Linked DNA regions of Arachis hypogaea: region 2 is linked to region 1. Evidence: chromatin contacts called from public Hi-C data. All regions are on one chromosome and are shown on one strand. The core of a region is the stretch at or near the end of the contact, and the rest is flanking DNA. Distances in the headings are between cores, read along the strand shown.

Region 1 (7,967 bases), core at 2,335-4,834:
GGTTTATGAAATACGAACGCTCTCCGAACACGTCAGCAATTTCCCCACTCAGCATGTTCCCTCTCAGATCCAAATGAGTCATCCTCGAACCCAAAACCGTGGAAGGAATCTCACCCGTTAATCTGTTATACTTCAGTTTTAGCGAGTCAAGAACCGGCATCCGGCCCAGTGACTCGTGAACCTTACCGGAAAACCGGTTCATTGAGAGGTCCAGAACGGCCAGACCATAAATCCTGGAAATTGTTTCGGGGATCGGACCGGTTAAAAGGTTATGGCTCAAGAAAGCCCGGTTCATGTTGTTGAGCCGGCCGAAGTCCGTTGGAATGTGACCTCTCATGAGGTTGTTACGGAGATCGAGGTGTACGAGATTCCTGAGGTTAGTTAGAGTGGTTGGAATGGTTCCCGAGATGCGATTATCTGCGAGATTGAGCATTGTAAGTTGTGTGAGGCTTCCTATGCTTTTAGGGACCTGTCCGGTAATGCTGTTATTGGAGAGGTCTAATATTTGAAGTAAGGAAAGAGTTTGAATACAAGAAGGGATAATTCCCGAAATGCCCTTCCAATCAGAGATTGTGATGGATGAGAGTTGTGTGAGGTTGCATATGGAAGGGGAAATGTGGCCGGTCATGTAGCCGGTGGTGGCGTGACGGTTGAGGCGACGGCGATTGTCGGGGACGGTTAGGCCGTTGAGGTTGATTTGGGCTACACGGCGGGTGGTCGGGTCGCATGCAATGCCGTACCATTTGTAGCAGCAGTTGGTGCCGCGCCACGTGTGGAAGATTCCGAAGTTTGGTTCGTAGAGGGAGGCCTTGATGGCCATTAGGGATGCCCATTCTGATGAAGGGCAACATTGTACTAATTGTAATTGTGTAATTAGAGCTACTAGTGACGTCACTAATGAGAGTGTAACTAAACTTGCACTTATACACATTGTGCTATGTGATTTGTGTGTGTGTGAGAATGCACGTCACTTAGTATAGGAATTAGCTTGGTATGTGTATATAGTTATATATATACCTCTCATAAAGGTTATAAAATGTTGAATTGTAAATTTTTATAGACATCACAACAACTTTAGTACCTTTATTCTCTGTGATCACTTATGCCAGAATGCGTGACAATTGATGGAGCTGTCAGATGAAATAAAGTAGTAGGATTTAATTTCCTCATATATCCAATACATAGTTGTCTTCTTGATCAAGAGTTTCCCATATTTGATGCCTAGGAATAACATTTTTGTGTTGTAGTAGAGAGTTCTTATGGCCATTTAAAAAAGGAAAAGTGGTAAAAATGAGTATAACATATAGATTTGCATGTTTAGTTAGCATAAGCTAAGGGATTGTTTCTTGTGGCATAAGGATTAATGTTGATGAATTTCTTTTTAAGTTAATTTTGTTGGGGAAGTTAGTTCTGTTAAAAATGCAAGGAAGGAATTTCGTAGATGTAGATTTTGAAAGTGATGGTGCATGGTGGGGCTGAATCTAATGTATAGTGTTTAATCCTTTTCATGCGGTGGGTGTAATATAACTATCCTTGAGTTAGAGTGAGGTACATGCATGTTTTGATCGATCCAAATAGCGGAGATGAAATGAGTATCTGTGTGTCTATGTTTTAGGCTTATTAGGTACACATTAAAAAGCTATAGGAATGAAACTAATGAAGATTGTTATTTCACTTTAATTTGACACTTTATGTGTTTAGTATCAGATTCAGCTGTTATGGCAAAGCAGTTCTTTTTAAAGTGATCTAGTTATAGCTTATTATAGCTATCACATCTCAGCTAAAGAGGCAAAATTCAAAGTTGGTTTTTGTAGGGGCACTAGCTGCGAAGCTAGTCTTCACTCTTCATCACTAGCTATTTCAGGACACATACACGAGATATATAGCTAGAAGGCATTCTTGAATACAAAGGATACCATATATTTTGCTTTGGATAAAGTTAATTTAACCTTATCATATTTTCTTCAAGCCATAAAAACACGAGACTTCTTAACGCTAATTAACATTCATTTTGACGTTTGTTTATATAAAACACTTATGAGGGAAGTAAAGGTTTTGGTTTACTTTAATTTTCTGCTTCTACTAAACGCCCGGTGTTGAGAGTAACATGTATCTTAATCAAAAGCATAATAAATCTAGAAACAAAACTCTTTACAGAAAAAAATCATTGGCCATCTACGGATGATAAAGGAACAAAACCCTTTCCATCTCCTTCAGCTTATCACAAATAGAGCGACATACATATGGTAAGAATAACTTACTTTTCTAGCTCACAAATACAGACACATTTTGAAAGAACACGAAAGATAAACAAAGAATAATAATTAGCAAGCTTTGAGTAGTGGCTTCCCACAGAGACAATCATTGTGGGCGAATGAGGACTCATCAAGAGTATCAAACACACCACCCTTTGGAATTGGGCCACACAAGTGATTATAGCTCAAATCAAGAAACCCAATAAACGCAGCTTTAGCAATGGATTTAGGGATCGAACCCCTAAAATTATTGTAACCTAATTCCAAACACGTAAAATAAGACTTGGGCCCAAACGAATCAGGTATATAACCCTCCAGCATGTTATGGCTCAAGTCCAAATCACTGATACCTGAGCCCAACAGGCCCGATGGAATCTTTCCCGAAAGGTTGTTTGTATTCAAATTTAGTGTTGCTAGAACTGGCATTCGGCCCAATGATTCAGGTATGGACCCCGATAGCCTGTTTCGAGACAGATCCAGATCCACGAGACGATACATTCGAGAAATTGAGCCCGGAATTGGCCCACTAATCTGGTTCCCGTTAAGGAAGGCCCGGCTCAGAAACCTTAGTTGGCCCAAACTGTTCGGGATCGGGCCAGAGATTCTGTTGTTACGGAGGTCAAGGTACGTTAATCCGGTCAACGACGAAATCGATGCCGGTATTACGCCGGTGATGGAGTTGTCGGCGGCGCTAAGATGCGTCAGCTGCCGGAGGTTTCCGATGTTGGAGGGGAGAGTTCCGGTGATTCGGTTTCCAGTGAGATCGATGATGCGGAGGAAGGAGAGGGAGGTGATGCAGGGAGGAACGTCGCCGGAGATTCCTTGCCAGTCGGTGATGACGATGCTGGAGAGGCTAGCGAGTTTGCAGATCTCCGGGGAGATGTGACCGGCCATGTATCCCTGGCGATGAGGCTTCTCGAACGTTGTGTAGAGCGTGGTGGCACGGAGGTTGATCTCGGCTACTCTGCCGGAGTTCTGGTCGCATGCTACGCCGAGCCAGTTCCGGCAGCAGTTAGTGCCGGTCCAGGAGTTGAAGATTCCGCCGTTGTACGGCTCCCGGAGAGCAGCCTTAAAGGCTAATAGTGCTTCCCGGTCGGAGGGCGGACACGAGTTCGCGGCGGAAATTACCGCCGCGAGAAATAGTAAGGTGGCTGCTGCTGTTACAGGCATTGTGATTTGGACTTTGGAGTTGCAAGTTGCAAGAACGTGAATATATAGAGAGAGAGTAGCGTGGCTACTTAATTACTTAGCTTGTGCATCAGAGTTTGGAAATTCTGACAACTACTTAAATATTTTGATGGAGCCTTCTCAAATGATTCTGCTCCCTCTCATCATGTCAACTTAATTCATAAATAAATAACAAATTTTAGTCAAGGAATGGGTTCACTCGTCCACATTTAAGGATTAGATGTTTAAATCTCATCTTAGCATTTAAAATTTAATAAAATATTTCATTTGTGAATTTTGTTTGGCTAGAAACTTTAACACTGTAATAACATGTAATCTTAATATAAGGTGACTTTTTATTTTCTCCTTGAATTAATTATGATAGGCCATATATATCCTTTAATTTAGAGTTCCAAGCTCGAATATTTTCACAACAATATATATTTGACTTTCAAGTTACTCCATCTCACATCACATGTTAACTCTTTTAATTTGGTTGTCTTGCAGGAAGGAAGTTTCTAATATATTGATATAGTTCTTGATAAATGTGTTAAATCTTCGTAGAGCATTTGTTTATTGTGATTATTGTACCAAGAAATAATCCAGATATAAAATTTGAACAAGGAAAAAGGCAACTTGGGTTTTCAACGCATAAACTCCAGCCGTAGCCTTCCATGCATGTTTAGTTTCTCAATTATTTATTATCTCCCTTGTTAAAATTAGTATTCAAAGGGAAGGAAACCGACCAACCAGTGAAGGCTTTAAAGTTTTTTTTTTATGTAGTTTTAATGCATAATTAAATTAGGATTGAGGAAGTATAGGAGGTAACGAAGTATTTATATAATGTGTACAATGGGTATAAGAATATTAGATATTTATTATCATGGTATTCGAATTGTTATTTTGGATAGTATGAATGTATTGTGTTTGAGAAATTAGTAGTATTTTATCTTGGATGTTCATTTTCTAACTCATATTGGGTCAAATAAATAATCTATTGTACACATTGTACAAATACTCTATTGGCTCCCTAGCGGGATTCAATTTTATTAGGTAGACAATGGTTGTTGTGAACAATGTGAACAATGGGATGTAAAATTGGCCAAATAAAATAAAAATATACTACACTATCAAATTATTCACCTAAATCTTAATATTAGAATAACCATCTACACATCTAATGAATTTAACATCCAATATATCTATTGTTTACATATTTTAGTATTTTTATTGTCTACCTATATTTTTCCATTAAATTATGCTAATGACTTCAAAGTGGTGATTTATTAGGTTAAAGATATAACTATTTCAAAATATTTAAGAGACAATAAAAAATTAGTTCACGTTATTTTAATATTATCTTATTTTACACTATTTAATTACCACTTAACTTATTTATATTCCTTAATTATTATTGGAATAATTAAATAATATTACATATAGTAAGTGTATAACTGTGCACATCATATACATAAAATTATAGATATTAAGTTAAATTATTAAGATAATTATTTAAGTTGTTTTTAGACTTGAACATCAGATCTAAATTCGTATGGGGGAGCGTTCGACATCCACCGGTGTCAAAGTGTCGTCATCCGAATTTTTCGTGAAGTAGGGGATGGTACTTACAAATAACCCTGATACTTTAAGTTAGCAATTTTTTAGTAAATTGGGTTCAAAAAATATTTGAGAATATCAGGATGTTTATAAATATAAATATAGAGTCAATAACTACCTTTTAGAGTAGTTTCGCCTTTGATAATAGATAATCGTTCCCTTCTATTAAAAAAATTGTTGATATATCTCATCTAGATGAAGGAAAAAAGCAAAATTATAGGAGTTAGTTTATTAATTCAAGTAAATAGGGCCAAAGTTTGCGCCATCAAAACCCTTATATGTAGATTGAACTTTGCTCACTTTTAACTTAGCTGTGTTTTGGACTAGAGAATAAATAATAACTTTAAGTTATTATTTTTCTAACATAATATAAAGTTATTGTTTCTCTAGCATAATCAAATAATTTTTTATTATTTTTTTATTAATTTAAATTTTTAAAATAAAACAATTTTATAACATGGTATAAAATTTTTATGACAAAAAAATTAAAGTTTAATCCTCGTTAATGATTCTCTGGAATATAATTTTAAATAAAATATAAAATCTTAGACAAATTTTACATAAATATAAAAGATACTTTTGTTACATTATTCAAAGTAAATACAAATTCTGTTTTTATTTGTTAATATTTAATTAAGTCTCTAATAATTGTATTTTTTTAATATATTTTTAATATTTAATTTCATTCATCTTGTCTCTAACATTTTCGATTTGTGTCAAAATTTTTTATAAAAATTTTTAAGTTTGTCCTCAACATTTTATATAGAGTTAAGTTTAGGGAAAATTTTGAATAAAAATTGCTTAAATACAACTAAACGCTTGAGATATATAGCCACAAAAAAAAAAAAAAAAACGCTTGAGATATATATTTAAAAAATATTAAAAATAAAAAATATAATTTATCTTATTTAATTTTATCTTAAAATTTTGTATGGAATCTTTTTTATCACAATCAAGTGACATGCAAATTGGATTTTCCAATTGTTTGTTCAATTTGCACAATTAAAAAGCATAATGGAAACGAGATATATATACATATGTGCCTCTCGATCGAGTTTGAGCTTTGAATCGTCACATGCCAACATGTGCAAGGTATATACATGGATTTTCATTTCAACCATTTTTGTTATAATTATGATCAGAATGGCATGCATATACCTCGATCCACGCGCATATTTTTCCTCTAAACATTAATTAAGCATATGAACGTATATACATCAGTAATGGTAACCAATGAAACGCTCTAAGTTTGTATGTCGTTCATCATGAGTATAAATATTTTTAGTGGATTACGTCGTATTCGTTTAATCTCCAGAGGTTTAATTACATGAAAAAAATGTAGTTACGCAATTGAAGAGATGAAATATTTTTGCTGTGACAGAACTTGACAGAAGTGAGTGTATCTAAGATACACTTGTGCCTTAAAAAAATACATTCCAAAGATTCAAATGTCCATTAAGGGAATATGCAGAAGAAAGCTTGAATCCTTAGAGTGTGTTTATAATCCTTTTTTATATTAGTTTTTGATGAGCACTTCATGTCAAAGTTCTTTTTATTGATTAATGAATAATTATTTAAATCCATTTCTAAGAATTTTAAAAATATATTTTTTAATTTTAAAAAAAAATTAATACACAAAAATATCTTTAAATTTTATTTTGACAAACAAATCAATTTTTAATTTATTTTTAGATAAAGTAATTATCTAAATCAATCTCTAAAAATTTAAAAATAGACATTTTAGTTCCTAAAAAAATCAATACACAAATTAATTTCTAATATTTTTTCTCAAACATAACGGTTTTCAGTCCATTTTTCAATACAACTCACTAATAGAAAATGTAAATTTGATACATTTTTTTATTAACATTATTTTTGCATACATTATAAATCAAAGAAAAACAATATGCATGTACACATAGATGTGTATGTTAAGTTAGTCTAATTATAAAATGGGAGATGCTCCCATAAAGACGCGTAAAACGTCTTTACAAAAAGACGCGTAAAACGTCTTTACAAAAAGACGTTTACGTGTCACATTATTATTGAACGTATTAATAAATCGATTATTTTTAAATTTCTTAACCAATTTGAATAAAATCGATTTTCTATTACAATAACACTAAATTCAATTTTTTTTAGGAATTTAATTATATTTTTAAATTTTTTGGGATTTAAATATCCGCAAAACAAAAAGTTAAGGATATATTTGTCTTTTTATTAAAAAATTTAAAGATATTCGATTTATATTGTGTATTTCAATCGGATCAAATTGGGTCTAATAATTATAATGCAGACCATTGGATTTATTATTGTTACTATAATAAATCGATTTTGTTCGAGTTTATTAAAAAATAAATTATTAACCAGTTTAATAAAGATGTCCAATAATAAGATGCACATATAAACTTCTTTAAAAAAAGATATTTTAAGTGTATTTATTAAAGTGATCTCCTTATAAAATATATTTTCAGTTAGCTTTTTAAGTTAATTGATAATTTGGTAATTAAATTAAAATTCAAGTGAAAATAGAATAATAATTTTGATTATATTTAATTCCTACCTATCACATTAAACTAAATTATATTAAATATAAAAATATTAAATAATTTCGGCATTGAATTTTTTTTAAATAATCTCTAATAACTTTATTAAACAATAACAATAACAACAACAATAATATAACAATAACAATAACAATAACAATAATAATAATAATAATAATAATAATAATAATAATAATATTATTATTATTATTATTATTATTATTATTGGGTGACGATATATATACTTTTTTATATTTTTTATGTAAAAACTCTTTTTATATTATAAATACATATATAAGAATCTAATAATCTAACGAATAAATTTATCATTATTTTTGTTCAAAAATATGAAAAAAATTATGATACAATGTTATGGTGCAAT
Region 2 (7,967 bases), core at 3,206-5,705, 42 kb after region 1:
GAGGGAAGGGATAGTGAGATATGAGATATGTGAGAGACACAATCTCTGTACAGATTTGTAATAATTTGGCCTAAACAACATCATCATAAGAGAGCATCTTTCTCTCTTATTACTACTAAGAGTTCACATTTGAGGCTCCAAATTTTATGACCATGATGATGATAATGCCACATAAGCAAAATCCAAAGGGAAATTTGTGTTTACATGCATGATGATGCATCTTCATTATCGTGGGACCAATGAATGCAGGAACGTCAAGATCGGGTGTTCATTGGCATTGGCATGGCAAGCATGCATGCATGCATGGGGGGACCAACTTCGCATCACATGACATGGTTTCAATTTCTTGGTTCATCATACACTTACTTAGCTTGTTGTAATGAGAGAGGTTTTTTATTTTCTTATTTGTTTTTCTTTTCTAAGGAGAAAAAATATATAGATTGCCCTCCCTTTTCTATAATATGTTTGAATCTAGGTTGACATATTTTAGATTATTATTATTATTATTATAACTTAGTTTAATGTAATAAATATGGTTTAGTCTGTTTCGACATGTTTGATAGATTTATGTTATGTATGTATGTTCCAAGATGTTAATTAACCTTAGGAGAGTGTAAAAAACAAGAGGGTTATTTTTCCATCAAGTGTTGAAGGAATTAAAAAGGTTATTAAATTCAAATTTTAAATTACGTAAGGATTAAAGCTTAATTATATCTTGTCTTTTCCAATTTAATGGATTGGTAAGAAGTTGGTCACCTGTAAGCCAATATCAAAGCATTTTTTTTTCTTTTCATTATGTTTGGTTTTTTTATTGAATCTTCTAATCTAACAAGTCAAAAATTAATCCCTCTGGAATTCGAGTTTTCTACAGTTGCCATGATATAATAAGATTATGCATGCACTTTTAGAGAGTTAAAAAATAGATAAATAAGATTATGCATGCATGCACTTTTGAGAGAGTAAAAAAATAGATAAATAAATAAATAAATAAATTCTAGTTGTGTTGAAGGCATCATACTAACTCGGACATTTTTATTTTAGGAGAAATTTTAAAGAGTTAAAATATGATCAATTTAAAGGTCGATAAAAAAAAAATCTGAGCTGGATAATATAAAACAATACATCTTAAAATATAAATATTTTATATATTTTTCACAATATAGCTAGGCAATCAAGTAATTTCAATAACCAAATCCTAACCAAGCTAGATTAGCGTATTTTCTTTTTAACATCGTCGTCGTCTTCTTTTTCTTCTTTAACAATAGTCGTCGTTTTCAACAACTTCAAGCTGTTGTTGCTTTTTCAACATCTTCTCTTGTTTGATTTCTTTTTTTTGTTTGTTTTTCTTTTTATCTTCTTTTACTATCATCATCATCGATGTCTTTTTAATTTTCTTCATCTCTTAGAGTATAGAATTTTGATGTACAACACATAAATTTTAATACATAATATGAATTTTTAAAAAATTACATACTTACAACATTGACTATTAACTAATAAAATATGTCCAACAAAACACAACAAATTTTTGAAAGACCACAATTAACTTATTTAACCAACAAAATATATTTGCAGCAAAAATTTGTGATATGTATAAAAATTTCTATACTATGTCAATAAATTTCTGTGCCATCCAACAAAAATTATTATGCTAAAAAAGCGCGAAAAAAAGTAATAACACATGCGCGTATTTATTTTGTTAAATTTATACCAATTTAATTAAACTTAGACTACAAAAACACTTACATGTATAGTATTTCTGTATCCTTAATTACAATCTAGGTGTACATACACATCTTTAATATAAGTAGTGAATGATAGGTACTTGTCTCAACCGTTTAAAATTCAAAATAAAAAAAAAAGTTATTATTCCACGAAAAGCAGATATAAAACTAAAAGCGAATGAGTTTTTTCTACTTTTGGAAGTTTTTTTTTTTTTTTTTGTCATACAATTTACACACATATTCATACTCACATACATTCTCTATTTAACGATTCATTCACGATTTTTGGTAAAATTTAAACCCAAATACAATATATTTCTCGTTTAAAATTTAAGAGACTAACAGTTTTTAATATCTTTTGTTATTATTTGAGCAGTATAAATATTAAATTGTCTTTAACAAATAAATTTTATTAATTTATGTGTATAAATTTTAAAAATATTAGTACAAATTATATTATTTTATGTGTACAAATTTTGATCAATATAGATATAAATTATATGTTTTTTATATATAAATATCTTTAAATATAAATATAAATTACTGTTAGCCAAATACTGATCTAAAATAATAATATTTGTTGATTATATATCATTGTTGTTTGTCATCTAAATAAACCCTAAACTGCTAAGGAGTTATAACTCAAATGATATTCACTTAGAGGTTGCAGATTCGAATCTTTCTCTATACTATAAAAAAAAAAAAAAAAAAAAAAAAAAAAAAAAAAAAACCCGAGCTGCGAAGTTAATCTACTTTTGAAGATAGGAAAGGTCATATGGAATTATGGATAATAGAGAGTTGGAGGGTAATGAATGAGTCACTATTCCTAATAGCTAATGGGCCAAATATGGTGGGTCCAAATCCATTTAAGTGAAGGCCATGTCACATATGATGTCACAATGGCAAAGTCCTTGCTATCTTACCAAGCCAACAAATAAAAATATAAACAAAAAGGGACAAAGTTTTCCCTAAACGTTAAGTAACTCAGTATGGATTACTTTGTGAAGGTACAAATTAAAGGCATGGCCTTAGTTGGAAAAATAATGTCACTACTCACTACTCACTATTGCATCCATAAAATGGTGATGGCTAGAATGCCTAAAAAATAATGTCTAAATTACTAAGAAGAATTAAAATTTAATATTTAATTTAAAAAATATAAAAATAAAATTTATTATAAAAGATAATTAAATATTAATTCATAGACATCATAAAATTCATCCCATAAAATATGATTGACACTTCAATTCACACCAGCCACTATCACATGCATTCACATACCTATGATGCTAATAGAAGGTGCATACTATAGAAAAAAGAAAAAATAGTAAAGAGATATATATCATTTTTATAAATAGTTTGATAACTTTAAAAAAAGTATGTCATTTTATTTTTATTAATTTTTTAAAATAAATTATACATACTATTTTTTTTTTTTTTACACAAACACTTCTCCATCGTAAAATAATTAGTAAAGTAAAGAAACTACAACAAAACAATGAAAGTTAGTGAACCTCACGGGGTTCATTCAGTGGGGACCTTCCTAAATAGCTATAACCTATGTTACTATTCTGTCTTTTTCTATGCTCAGGATTCTGATGCAGAGATTTTCTGTTCCCTTCAACAAATAATAATAATAATAATAATAATTAATAATAAATTATTTCTCGCGTACCCATGTGTTTTGCATTACTAATAATAATAATAATAATAATAATAATAAAAAAAATTATTTCTCTCATACCCGTGTGTTTTGCATTAATTGTTTAGATAAATGTTACATTATTATCTAATCTAATGTTTATATTTATAAAACTCTTGAAATAGTGCCTCAGACGGGTTGTACATTGTCTTGAAAGTCACAAACATATTCCTTACACGATAAATTAATAAATAGTATTATAGTTTAAATTATAGAAAAAATTTTGGAAGAGTTTTAAATATATGGAGAACACAAGTGTTTCAGTTGTTTTAACCATTGATTTAAATTATAAAAAATATATATAATATATATTAATTAAAATCAATAGTTAAAATAACTGAAACAGTGACATTTTTTAGTATATTTAAAATTTTTCCAAAAATTTGAAGTGTATAAAAAATACCAAGTGTTTCAATTGTTTTAACCGTTTATTTTAATTAATATATATTATATATATTTTTATAATTCAAATCAATGATTAAAATAACTAAAATATTAATGTTCTCGATACACTTAAAACTCTTTCTAAATTATATAAATAAATCCTTACAGTTATCAATAAGGTTGTTGACTTGTTGGAGTATCAAAATCAATTAATAAGGTTATGCATTTAGTCTACTTTTTCGGTCTCTACAGGAACTAAATGTAAATCAAGAGTGAGAATTAACAATTATTTCAACCCAAAGTACCCAAGCAAAAAGGCGTCTATATTAATATTATAAGATGTACTGTGAAAGTAATATTTATGGTGGCGGCTATATGCTATGCCTATAATATTGATGGGGATTAAAAGAAAAAGAAAATAAAGTTCCAAGGATATTGGGTCTAATAATACAAAGTTTATTAATAAATCTAAATACGGGACAGATTTTCTAAATCAAATAAGTTGATTAGAAGGTACTAATCATATGTGTTGCGCAATAACTAAAAGCCTAAAAGCAATTGGATATGAAAAGCTCCGTAGTAGCTAAATAATGGAGATGGAAAGTTGCTGAGATTCCTCCCATAAACCTGAGTCGCAGACTTTATAAATAATATAATATGCATGGACATATATATCCCTATATAACCCTTAGTGATATCCAAGGGTCATGCTAAACCCTCGGTAATAAAAAAGTACCCATCATAAACATCATTTCCACAAATTAAAATATATTTTGCAACTACATTTAATTTAAGTAATTGGCCAAAACATGATAAAATTCATAATCACTCTTTTTTTTTTTTTTTTTTTTACATTTTCCGTTTTTTGTAGTGGGTCACACTCAAGCTATATACATACATGATGGACAACGATAGATGGGCATTATAACATTTCGAGATAACATTTAAATTAAAGGGAAATTTTATGGTACTAATTACCAAAGTAAACATAGCATGAAGAATTAGATTAAACAATTGACACATTCAATTTTTTTCATTGAAAAGAATCTGCTTGAGTTGCTGCATGCACAAGGCGGGATTCGAACTTTCGACACTTGCTTAAGCGGACTAGTGAGCTAACCACTAGACCAACCTAACTTGATTTGTTACAAAGCTAATTATTAATTAATGTTCTCTTCAGCAATAACTATTTTTAGTATTGGGCTGAGAATTTGTCTGAATGACTAATAAGGACCGGATAACAATAGTTGATGATTTAATGATCCTTTTTTTAAATCTAGTTGAAAATGTCTTTTTTTTTTTTTTTTGTTTCTCTCCAAAGACCAAACTCTCTCTCACCGTGATTATAAACTAAGAATGTTTACTGATTCTAATAGTTTTCATTTATTTTAATTATGGTGAATAAGTATAGAAGTTTATTTTTATTTATTTTAAGTTTTTAAAAAATGGTAATGTGTGCATGCGAATGTCTCTACTTATTTTGAAAGAATTTATTTTTCAGTTCATAATTTATTTTGTTTTGAAATTTTATTGATTTCTATGAATAGTTATTGATTGGATGAATTTAATTCAAATTTAAAATTTTATTAACTAAAAAAATATAATTTAAATTCAAAAAAAAATTAAACCAATATATTTTTACATTATATTACACATTTATTTAAATTTAAATTAATATAATTTTATTACGATTTAGATCGTATCGATTTATATAATTCATCCAAATTTTAGGTTTTAATAGTTTTATAATTAAAAATCATTAAATATTTATTATTTTCAACAAAATATATTAATTACCTTTTAAATAGACTAAAAATATACTACAAACACCCTTTTTTGTTGTTTTTTAGTTTGATCTCCTTTACAATGGGAACATAATAGGTATATGGCAAATCAATAATAATAATAATAACATGTATCTTGTTTAGGGTAAAAAAATATGATTTTGAGATACATGTATGTGTAATTTTTTTCACTATAAATGAAATAAATAATATTACATAGATTAATAAATATTTTTTAAATTATATATTCGATAAATAAAATATTTAATTTATTTATTTTAAAAAATCCAAAACATTAATCTAAGATATCATAATATAGTCCAAAACTTAATTAAGTATTACTAACAATCATAGCTATATTTTTTGTTTTTGGCAATCGTAAGTATAATTGTCTTTTTTTTTTTGGACAGGTATAATTGTCTATTTACTAATCACGGTGAGCGAAAGTTTTTGGTGTGTGGAAGGGGAAAAAAAGTCATTTTTAACTAGACTTTAAAAAAAAGGTCAATAAATTATCAACTATTTTTTTTTTGGGTATTATTATCAACTATTTTTAATGTTATCTAGCCCCCTATTAGTCATTCAAAAAAATTTTCCAACCCAATACCAAAAGCAGTTATTGCCCAAGAGTTACTCAAAACATGAATTATTAATAATTAGCTTTGTAATAAAGAAAATGAAATAAAACAGCATTTGTAAAAAAAAAAAAAAATTCCCATATGTCACTCTCCTCTTTAAACATGCATATTTCGCATGCTATGTTTATTTTGACTGTTAGTATCATAGAATTTTTCTTAAATTAATTTCAAATAAACTTTAAATTAGATGATTTGTTTCTTTAAAAAAAATTTATTATTTAAAAAATTTCTGAAACGAATTGATCCTTTTGTAAGGGGGTTAATTAATTTTTTAATAATTTTTTAGGATATAATTGTTTTATAATAAAATTTATTAAATTTTTTTGTTCAATACGAAAATTAAAAATTTATTGAAAGTAATAAATAAACCAATCTATATAACGAGAGATATTTTCGTAAACATCTAGAATAATCAAAATTTTTTAGAATTAAAATATTGAATAAAAAGTTTGTTAAGAATTAATTTAGTTTGTTAAGAACTAATTTATTTAGAGTGAAGATACGTGTTTTTGGTACTTTTCAGTGACCTTTCATTTCATGGACTTTTGGTATTGTTGGGCTTTGCGATTTAACTCTAATTTTCTGGAGCATGTTGAGATGGGTTACCGATTATTGATTGGGCCTAGGACCCAATCAAAATGTTAGCCTTGATTAGCAAAACCCTCCACACCAAAAATATAGCAACTATATCCCAAAAAAAAAAACCTGCAAAATCCTCTATGAGACTTCTTCCTTTATTCGTTCCCTTCTGTTTCTCATTATCTATAATCAATTCATCAACTATCTCTGATCGTTGACCAAAAAAAATATCCATCATCTTCATTATATAGCATTCTCATTGGTTAAGTCTTGTTGAAAGGACAATGGAGATTAATGACAAAAAAAAAAAAGGACAAGGGAGATTCAAAATATATATCGATATTAAAAACATTGTAATGTAAAAAAGATTATGCTTAATTAATCTCATTTAATTTGATTTGAACAAAACATTTATGGGCCAATATCTGCAAAGTAACCTTTTCACCATTAAACTTTTACTTGTTAGTCACGAGCTAGGAACGTTCTTTTTTATTTTATTTTATTTTTTTGTGACAAATCAATTTTACAACTAGTATTATTTTAATTAGTTACTAGCAAGAGGTTCGCGTATATGCGGGTAGATGATTGAGTTTGTGGAATTAAAAATAAAAATATAAAAAGAACAAATAGAAGTTGAATAATAATATATTTGTTATATACATTTATTGAGCTTAGAAATATAAACACAATGATATAACTAATAATTCTAAATTATGTATAATAAGGGTTAAGTACTGTTTTGGTCCTTAAAGTTGAACGTGAAAATCGAAACTGTACCTCATCTAATTTTCGATTTAAAATCGTTCTTAACGTTTTTTTCGTATTAAAATTGTCCTTTTTAATAATTTTTTTTATATTATTCCTAAACTACCCCTATTCTTATTTTAATAATAAAAGTTATAAAAAAAAACGTGTGTTTGGGAGGGGGGAAGAAAACGAGTGGGAGGAGGGAGGGAAGAAATGGGTATACGAATGGGGAGAGGAGGGGAGGGGAAGGGAAGAGGGGGAGGGGGACGGCGCCGGCGAAGCTTGGAGCTGCCGTCGCCGACAGAAAGGAGAGAAAGGGATACAGAGAAGCGGGGGGTGGGGAGAGAAAGAAAGGGGGGAGAAATAGGGAGGAGGGGGGAGAGAAGGGGTCCTCGCCGCCGCCGCTCCT

The links. A called contact is a pair of places that touch in the nucleus more often than the background predicts.
Region 2: a contact with region 1 is called in a Hi-C map of an unstated tissue, with 2.6 times the contacts expected there. The contact joins the enhancer-like site here to the promoter of LOC112736753 in region 1. A contact is called at or near these places in 2 of 8 Hi-C or Micro-C datasets (leaf and an unstated tissue).

The regions. Positions count from the first base shown.
Region 1 is chr13:5,914,730-5,922,696 of arahy.Tifrunner.gnm2.J5K5, forward strand. LOC112736753 reads right to left here and starts at 3,585. Exons shown (of 1, transcript XM_025786338.2): 1 at 2,151-3,585. The coding sequence starts at 3,425. The coding sequence ends at 2,325. It overlaps LOC112736752, which reads right to left and starts at 979. Exons shown (of 1, transcript XM_025786337.3): 1 at 1-979. The coding sequence starts at 931.
Region 2 is chr13:5,956,041-5,964,007 of arahy.Tifrunner.gnm2.J5K5, forward strand. It overlaps LOC112736754 (transcription factor bHLH122), which reads left to right. Exons shown (of 7, transcript XM_025786340.3): 7 at 1-553. Among protein-coding and RNA genes, the nearest start is that of LOC112736754, 7.7 kb to the left of the region's middle. Within about 2 kb of position 4,456, at least 2 of the 3 cell types and tissues checked have open chromatin away from gene starts, as enhancers often do.